2 separate regions of the Arachis hypogaea genome follow, and region 2 is linked to region 1. Evidence: chromatin contacts called from public Hi-C data. All regions are on one chromosome and are shown on one strand. Each heading gives the region's core, a stretch centred on a gene start, on an enhancer-like site or on the middle of the called end of the contact. The rest is flanking DNA. Distances are from core to core; before and after follow the strand shown. Region 1 holds the start of LOC112720584 (lysine-specific demethylase JMJ26). Region 2 holds the start of LOC112720586 (probable xyloglucan endotransglucosylase/hydrolase protein 6).

Region 1 (4,851 bases), core at 1,080-3,579:
GTGTCAGTTATGTCCTTGGTAGATGTCTGAAAGTGAATATTCAAAAACAGAAAAGAAAAGATGAAAAAGGGTTAATATATACTCGTGATTTGAGGCATTTTTTCCCATTATAGAATTTGATTTCAGAATTAATATAATTCACAGGATATTAGATCGTAGTAATCTGAACCTTAATTGTTCCTCTTGAACACAAACAAACATTGCAATTGCAATTATTGCGGCAACATGGGCAACTTTCAGCAATTTCTTCTACTGACATATCAGGGTACCTTGCATTTAAAAATGAAAACCACACCAATATTGTAAGGGTATGCCACAAACTGCATGGTTTAAATTGCATAGTTAAACATAAGCTGCCGTACCACTGGTTGATGCACCGCAGACAGTACATTTTCCTACATTTAGAACAAGGCACAAATGTTGTTCTCTCCTTCTTCAAGCATTGATGACATTTCCGGGGATTCTGTTCAACAACCTGAAAACAAAATTAGTTAGGTACCCTTGAAGTATGATATAATTATTAGCCCTGAGTACATGGTCCTAAAAGATCAAGTTTCCCAGCATTGGAAATTTATTATAAATGATAGCTACCGTAGTATTATCATCCATTCTTCTAGCCCTTCTTGTGTACTTTGTCTTTAGAAGGAAAAGCATTTCATCATCATCATCCAAATCGTCAATCAAGAGACCATCTTCATATTGGTCATTCTTATTTGAGGTGTTGAATTTCTTTGGTTCATCTACCTTCCTGGTAGTCCTGTTTGAACTGAACAGAAGGTCTTTTTTCCCTTCTGACTTTGGTTCCGTAAAATCATGCTTGTGATTTTCTTGAACCTTTCTTTTCTTCAAAACACCAGAAGTTCTAGAATATTTTGAGGTTTTGTGTGCACTTTTGCCAATAAGCTTATTTGATTGTTCTTGTTTCACAAATGGAACCTCCATTCCTACCAAAGAACTCCTCTCCAGAGTTCCCATAGTTTTTACTCCCTCTTCTGGCTCTGGCTCCTCATCACTCCCGTTAACAATATTCTCCTCGGCCTTTCTCTTTGAATTCCGGAAAGTTCTTGAGTATCTTGAGTACTGTAGATTATCCTCAGTCTGTTGATTTGACTGTTGTTGTCTAGGAACAGCTACCTCCATTCTTGCTGCAGAATAGACCAAAAATCAATCTCAGATAATTACAACTATTCAAATGTTCTACCCTAGATTGTCACTCATTCACCCACGTTAATGGGGTGTATTCACATCATGTGAACAATTTGGCTGAAGGCATAACAATGCATAGCAAATTAACAATATGTTGGTATAGCAGACCAATTACTTACCATCAGAACCTCAATCATTATTCATGAACACAACTATTTTGGGGGAAACAATGTGAACAATTACAACTACGTTTCAGTGGCTAAATGCATAACAATGTATAGAAAATTAGCAAATGTGCTGGTATAAAAGACTAATTAATTACCATCAAGAGGTGAATTATGAGTTATTTATCCAAATTATTTGCGGAAAAGGACTCCTCTTTTTTCTTTTTCTTTTTCTTTTTTTTTTTATTTTTTTTGTTCATGTTTATTAAATACGGTAAATCCATCCTATTGTGAAATTCATCAAGAAATTAACAGGTACAAGAACAATTGATGAATTTCAATATACAGTTCCTTCAGGCAAAGAGATACAACTGAGTTGACTAGAGAGTGAAGTCAACCCAATAAAATCCTTTCAACCAAGAACGCGACTTTGCCCATAACACATAAACAAAACAGGGAGAAAAAAAATCTAGAATTTCGAATTGCATTGCTTTAGTGATCAGTAATTATGCAACAAAGAAACCATCGAACTCGAAATCAACAACGTCTCCAAAACAGTTTTTGCATGCGTCTTGAATGATTCACGCCGCCGGTAAAACGAAAAATAAATAAAACAAAAAAGATAAAAAAAACAAAAGAAAACAAATTGAGAAAGGAAGGTAAGGTACCTAATCAAGAAAAGCATGTAAAGAGCGGTTGAGCCGATGAAATCGTTCGAGATTGTAGAATAGAACAGAGCAGTATTAATGGCGTTTGATATGATGAGTAAAGAGAGAGATACGGATGGAAATATTAATTAATCAAATAATTGATTGATTGATTGCAGAGAGCTAGAGAGAGAGATTTAAGGGGAAGTCATCCACCGCTTGGCTGAAAAAAAAACAAGTGCAGCAAGTGTTTGTTTTTTTTTTTTGTTTTACGATAACGATGTGATCCCCCTTATAATGCCGTACAGGTAAACCAATGCAAACATTCGTTCACTCACACTCACTCACACTCAGATTAGGGCTTTTTGTTTTGGCAATAATCCCAACCAGACAGATTAAAAATAGCTATTTTGGATCCTGAAAGATTAGGTGCTGAAAAAATTGATGAAGAATTAAATGAATTTTTTTATATAAAAGATAAATTATATTCAATAAAAATATCTAATAATTAAATTTTAGTTGATTCTGTTTAAAAATATATTAAATTCTAAAATTAGTTTTACTGTTAATCATCTTCAATCTTCAACTTCTAACTTCTTATTATGTCTCTTTTAGACAGTGTTTAGTTATATCTTAGACATAACTATAGACACTGAAATATAGGTGGCTGATTTGTTCGTCCAATTATCTTTGGGACTAATGTTAGTCCTTTAGTCTGACTTTTAATTTAAACTGTTAGATCATTTTATTATTATATCTAACGATATGGATTAAATACAAATTTATATGTTTAATTTTATTAAATGCTCTCTAATATTTAATATTTTTATAAATAATTTCCTCCTCCTTCTTATTATTTGTTTTGCAGATGGAGTCTCTTCTTCTTCTTCACCACCGCAATGAAAACCGGCGCTAGCAGCAACTGGTAGGGTCTGTATCGAGACTATACATGAATGCATGCAATTGTCCGAGCCGGGATCGAGACTATTTCGCACCCTTGCCCACCCCGCCTCTAAAATTTGTGTTCTTCTCGTCATGTGGTGTTCTTCGAGGAGGAAATCTTTTTCATCGAAATTGCCACACATACATACACAGAGACACATACTTCACATTTGAGACAGAAAATCAAAAAAGAAGAAACAAAAGAAAAGAAAATCTTCGCAGAAAATTATGGCTTCAAAGGAGACCCAAGACTTCTAGCCATTTCTCAAACCATCAGAGTGGTTCCTCACTTCCCCAAATAAGGTATCCATTTTTTTCCTTATAACGTTTTTATTTTCATATTTTAGAATAGCAAAAAAAATTATTTTATTGTAATTTCTTTAATTTTTGAACCTTATTCATCAACAGATTTATAGCTGTGACTATTTGGTTTCATAATATTTATATGTTTAGAAGTCTAAAATTAATGGTGTGCCACACACAATTAATGAAAAGACATTCATATGAGACCAACTACAAGCTAATAGAATAAATCTAGCCATGAAACAAGATTTCTTTCCCCTAAATACATTTTTCTTGCCACCATTATCCAAATCTAACCAAATGAAAAAATCATGTTACTATAATGCAATGATTAAGGTGACAATCTCACATTACTGGTTTTAAATGGTCATGATATGTCAGTTTGACTTAATAAACCCTAAAATGGAGAAGTTTCTTTCTTTGACTTTTAGGTACAAATTCATATGCATTTTGTGCAAGTATTGAAGATCCAAAGTGAGTTCCCCTTTTGCAGCTCACACTTGTAGGATTATTGTTGTTGAACTATCCTATATGAAACCTCTGAATTTCAGACCATGATTAATGTGGATGACACGATAGTAACTAGGGAAGAAATTGCTTGAACTATCCTATATGAAACCTCTGAACTTTTAGTCGCGACTCTGGTCTCTGGGTTCTTCAATGGTTGTCTATGAGAGAGAACTTTAATCCCACGGTGTTGGGCATTATAAGTTCTAAAGACATATTGATTAATTATATACATGTTAAGCATATTATTTAACTAATTTATCCATATTTGCAGATAAATGAGCAATATATTCGTACATCCGTTGTGATAGATCTTTTGTTGGGGATGTGCAATGACCAGAAATACGAGTTTCAGAAGAAGAGTAATGATTTCTGGGCTACTCTTTAAAGTGAATAGCATGGAGATCAACATTTTTACTTTTTTAGTTATTATTTGAAAAATTTGCTGTAATCCTCAATTATGTTTGTGTATTAATTTAGTTATTGGTGTGAATAAATAATTGTAACTTTATGCTTGTCTATTATAATCTAAATAGCCTGTGCTAAGAATTATTATTATGATCATAGATATTTAGGAATATATTCATCATGTGTTCTTTGTCATTTCAATTTGAAAATGATTAGTTAAAGATTCATACATGATTATAACTACACGACCCTCATGCCATAGCTAGGAAGCCTTTCATGCATCATGCACATATTCCTCTAATCCCATTTTATACAGGTATGAAATACACACGCTTTATTTGTGAATGAAACTTTGAAATGGAGGATTTTGGTTGATTTCTGACTTTCCAAGCTTCTTGAGATCCGTAACTCCCACAATTTCTAATCCGATAAACGTGATCGCATCTTCCTCCTCTACACAGTGACGTGCATTTTATTCAGTGGAATCACAAAGTGAAGCTGTCCCTACCGGGAACCAATTCAGCCAAACCAAAGAAGGAGAGGAACCACTGAGTTTTCGACATTTTTGCTCTATTTTACCGATCAGAAATCTTCTCCGATATCTTGTGTGTGTTCTGCGCTTTATAGAGGTAGGGTTTGACTCTTTAATTGGTTAAAATTATGAATTAATTGATATATGTGATTAGATTATTGTTTGTTGATATTTGTTCAAATCTGTGATTATTGGTTGTTGA
Region 2 (4,851 bases), core at 874-3,373, 180 kb before region 1:
GAACTCTTTTTCTAAGATTTGTATCATTTTGTTTTTTTATAGAACTTTTTTCTTAATTTATCTTATACTAAAATTAGTTTTTTTTTTACCATTAAGGGTTGAACTCTGTCATAAAAGTTATAAAATTATATTATAAAATTATTCTTTTCGAAAACACAATGTTAATAGAAAAAAATACATGTGTGGAAAGAACATAGGGCGAAGAGATTAAAGATGAGGAATCAAGTTTTATCTATGGTGAAACAAGATGTGAGAGTATGTGATGAGAAAGAGTGAGAGAAAGAAACGGGAATTGAACTCAGAGTAGTGTTGATGTGAAAATGCTCAATTGGAGATTTCTCTTATTTAACTGATTAGTTATAATCTCTAACTGATTAACTATGCCTGGCATTCCTAATTTCTATTTACAAATGTAGAATGAGTTTTAGCTACTAAGATGCCTATTCAAGTTACAACATGTAATAAAATAATTTTTTTAAAAAAATCTTAAAATGATAAAAAAAATACATAAATAATTATATTTCTAACATATTTTTTTATATAAGAATCTTTTTTAAATTTACGTGAATATTTTTTATGTCTTTAGATTTTTTTTATTTTATCTTTTATGTTAAAATTCTTTTTCTTTTAAAATTTAACCATGATTGAATTCTAAACTTTTTATTATAAAAATTCTGATATTATATTATGCGATAATATTTTAAAAAAATAATTATGTCTTTATCAGCATATAAATAATTATATCTACTAGAGTGTATTTGATTTACTTACACAATATGTTTATGGTTCCAGAGAATAGTGTAGGTATGGAAATCAGCAGAAGGATCAAACCAGAGGTTGACCCTTTGCTCTCTATTACCCTTTCCATGAGCATATACGTTTGTTTGAACCGTGTATGGCTGTCCACTCCTGTTCCCCAAGAACTCGAAGTCCAGCTCATCACGAACAGAATCTGTATCAGAATTCATCTGCACACACATGCATACACAAACTATAATATAAGAATATGGCTGCTATACGAACACATTATAATGGTGTCTGATTTTGTGGTGTACTAACGTAAAATGCGGTGACGGTGCCAGCAGAGTCTCCAGGGACGAGTTTGATCTTCATGCTAACACGCCCAAACATGTACTTCACCTTGGAAGCAAACCCACATCCTGAAAATAACCATCACATAGCACACGCCGTACAATTATTGTGTAGTTCACAAAATTCACAAATCATCATATATTTTGATCACTCGTGCGTCTAAACAAGAGAATTATTATTAATTGGCAAAGATATAATTATTTATGTATTTTTTAATCAGTTTAAATTATTTTAAAAAAATAATTTTAGATATATTATTAAAATTGTTATGACTTAAAAATTTAAAATTTTATTGTTGTTGGCTAAAAAAATTTAGGATAAGATAAAATAAAAAATATAGAGAATTAATTTTTAGTTAATTAATTTTAGTATTTAAATTTATAATTTATAATTTAAAAATTTATGATTTATAGTCTATATTTTAAGATAAATAAAATAACTTTAAAAAATTGACATATGTTGATCGAAAAAAATTTGTTATTATCTGACATTATTTATGTAAAAAATTTATGTAAATCTAAAAAAAAAAAATTGTGTGAAGAATATATTTGAAATATATATATATTATTAATTTAAATTAAAAAAATAATTTTATTAACTTGTTAATTTAATTAATTAAATGAATTATGTACCGGAGCTTTGGTCGAGCATGAGTTGGATTGTTCTGCCTTGATCAATATGCCTGATATGAGACTCAGACCACGTGGCTCTAAAGTCTTGCTCAAAAGTGGCTGGTCGTCCCAAAACACATAATAAAGAAGATACTAGGAAAACACATGATAGCAGTATTAGAAATAATGAACCACCACCATTTCTAATGAGAGGATAAAAGGTGGCCATAGATTATGGATAATATTAGTATATATGGTATGTTGAATGAGAAAGAAATTAAAACTTTTTGATGCTGTTGTGGCTGTGGCATGGAATGAGGGGAATCGTCGTTGGTATTTATATACAGGTGGTTTAGAAGAGAACAAAAGTGTAAGGGGAAAATAATAATATGATTAATTAATTGAGAAGTAGCATTAGTACTAATAGTTTGAGAAAAGATTGGAACGGAATATAGTGCGTCACAACATGTAGCTTAGCTTTCCATACAGCTAAGGGTTTGCCGTCACTAGGGCCTACCCAACACTTTAACAAAAAAAAAAGGGGTGTAAATGAGATTATTCTTCCTGTAAAATATAGTCTCTTTCATTTTAATTTTGTTTTCGTCGTCTTTGACAAAAATAACATCTTTACTTTATATAAAATAAAATTAAAAGCTTACTTTTAAACTAATATTAGAACATTCAAATAATATAATCTACGGATATTTTCTATTAAAGTTGAGATTATTAACCAAGTCTCATTCTCTATTCTACAACATCTTTAAAAATAAATACTACAACTAACCTCCTTTCTTGAAGCAAAAAAAGAGAATAGACCATCTTTTTGGATATGGCAGAGTCTCTTGAAAGGAAGAAATATCCTCGAAAAGGGTGTAAAATGGATAGTCTCTCAACAAGGGATGGTAAATATATGGAAAGATCCTTGATTTGGAGATGAACCCTCCCTTTTGAATTCCACCAAATGAGCTGGGCAACCAACAATTACTATAGGTTAAACAATTGATGGATGTCTCAGGAAAATGGGACCTGGACAAAATCAATGTAATTTTCAGTAGTGAAACCAATTTTAAAATATGCCAAACAAAGATTGAAGAGGATAAAGACAGACTAATTTGGATACATACTAGTTCCGGTGAGTACTCTGCAAAATCTGGCTACAACATTGCATATCTCTTTTTCCATCCAACTTCAGCGATACTCCATGAACGATTCAGAAAAAAGGGGATCTGGAAAGCCATCTGAAAAACTAACTGTCAGCCAAAAATTAGAATTTTCATTTGAAAATTAATTCACAACGGCCTACCGGTGAAAGAAAAGCTTCATGAGCGCATACTTCAAGCAGATCAGCGTTGTCCTCGTTGCTCCGCCGCTCCGGAATTAGCCCTGCATACGCTGGTTTTTTGCCCACAAATTGTAGAAATATGGAACAACTCTCCAATGGCAAGTGCAATTCCCAGGAACAATCTTCTTCAACCTTGGCAATGGTGGATTGATGTTTGTCGCAGCAGTGAAAAATGGAAGTGAGGCCAGATTCAACATGACTGGAATAGCTTACCTTCTTTGGAGTATTTGACTGGATAGGAACTCCTTGGTATTCGAAGGAAGCAGAAAAATAACCAAAAAAAATTCTGGCCCAGTCAATGAATCTCGCAGCAGAATTCAAAAGAAGTAGAAATCAGCAGCACTGAATTGATTCTTGAGTTTTGATATCCAGAAATCAGAAACTGCACTCTTGGAAATATAATAGTGGGTAGCACAGAGAAAAAAGAAATCAAGAGCTTGATTAAATCAAGTAGGTTTTCATAGCTATTGAAGACGAAGATGAAAGAAGACTTTTCCTTTCTCCTTTGTCTGAAGACCTAATCTCTTAAGTTTGCTATTATTAATTTTTTGGAAGTGACCTTAATTTATGTTTTATTGCATTTATATCCCTGATTGTGATAATTGTAATAGAACTCCTTTTACTGCAATAAAATTACTATCTTTTAAAAAAAAAAGTTGAGATTGAATGAGTCTAAATCAATTCTAAAAGTTAGCTCATAGATTAAAAAATGTCTCATATTCATAAATTTTTTAGAAATTTTATATTTAAAAAATATTAGATCGGATTTGTACAGCCTTCGTAACTAGAAATGATTATTTCAAACATAAATATTTACTGGTGAATAACCTAACAAAATTAAATTAGATAAATTTTTATACCATATTATAATTAAAATTAAATGTACTAACTCAATTCTAAAAATTATCTCATTATATGATAAAAGATGTCTTATACTTATAAATATTTAAAGGAGGTGTAAAACTTGTATTACGCCGTCTCAATGATTTTGAATTTTCGAGTAATATTATTTAACACATAAAGTCTTATTTTAACGCTTATTTTTATATATGCAAACAATATATAACTGACAATAATTTGCATTATTATATATACTTATGCTTTCAACGGGTATTTCATTATTCTTCCAAAAAGGATCACTTTCCGAGCGTGTGCGTCTTTGCACGTACGTACCTATATTTGTACGCAATGAGTGTAATAAAGTGACATTATTAATTAATGAATGAATGTGGACGGGGTACAAATTATTTAATGTGCATAACTGCACCTTCAATCATAGTTGTAAGAACTAAATTGGTAATTAAATCAGTTAAGTTATTAGTTTATTAGTTTACTGATTCAATCAATAAATTACTGGTTAAACTGATAAAATCAGTCCCACATAAATAAAAAATATAAAATAGTCAAAATATGAACAATAATTCACAAAACTAATTTCTTCTTAAACAACAAACAACAACATAACAAAGTACCAATAAGTTAAATCTCATGATAATTACCTTCCAATAGGATAAACATCAACAAAATTTCTCAAAAAATTTGTTTTTAACATTGGGAATGATCGCTCACCTGAAATTTAAATTAAATAACTTATATATACCAAAAGAGAAAAGAGACATTAAGAATATCCTTAATATTCATTCATTTTGACATCAAACAGGAGTAGTTAAAACTTCTTGCAAATACTGTCATACAAAACATATTTTGAGAGAGAGCGATGTACAAAAATCTGATTTAGAGAGCTCCGATGAGAATCCCATACTAGATGGATACCTGTTCTGCAAGAAATATAATTCACAGCAACCC

Evidence for each region. A called contact is a pair of places that touch in the nucleus more often than the background predicts.
Region 2: a Hi-C map of leaf shows a contact between it and region 1, with 2.2 times the contacts expected there. The contact joins the promoter of LOC112720586 here to the promoter of LOC112720584 in region 1. A contact is called at or near these places in 2 of 8 Hi-C or Micro-C datasets (both in leaf).

What each region holds. Positions count from the first base shown.
Region 1 is chr11:27,848,814-27,853,664 of arahy.Tifrunner.gnm2.J5K5, reverse strand. It overlaps LOC112720584 (lysine-specific demethylase JMJ26), which reads right to left and starts at 2,329. Exons shown (of 13, transcript XM_025771569.3): 1 at 1,979-2,329; 2 at 592-1,145; 3 at 363-475; 4 at 170-269; 5 at 1-26. The coding sequence starts at 1,140. It overlaps LOC112720585 (a long non-coding RNA gene), which reads left to right. Exons shown (of 8, transcript XR_003162263.3): 6 at 2,826-3,202; 7 at 3,634-3,676; 8 at 3,984-4,289.
Region 2 is chr11:28,030,543-28,035,393 of arahy.Tifrunner.gnm2.J5K5, reverse strand. It overlaps LOC112720586 (probable xyloglucan endotransglucosylase/hydrolase protein 6), which reads right to left and starts at 2,123. Exons shown (of 4, transcript XM_025771570.3): 1 at 1,725-2,123; 2 at 1,060-1,160; 3 at 772-968. The coding sequence starts at 1,932.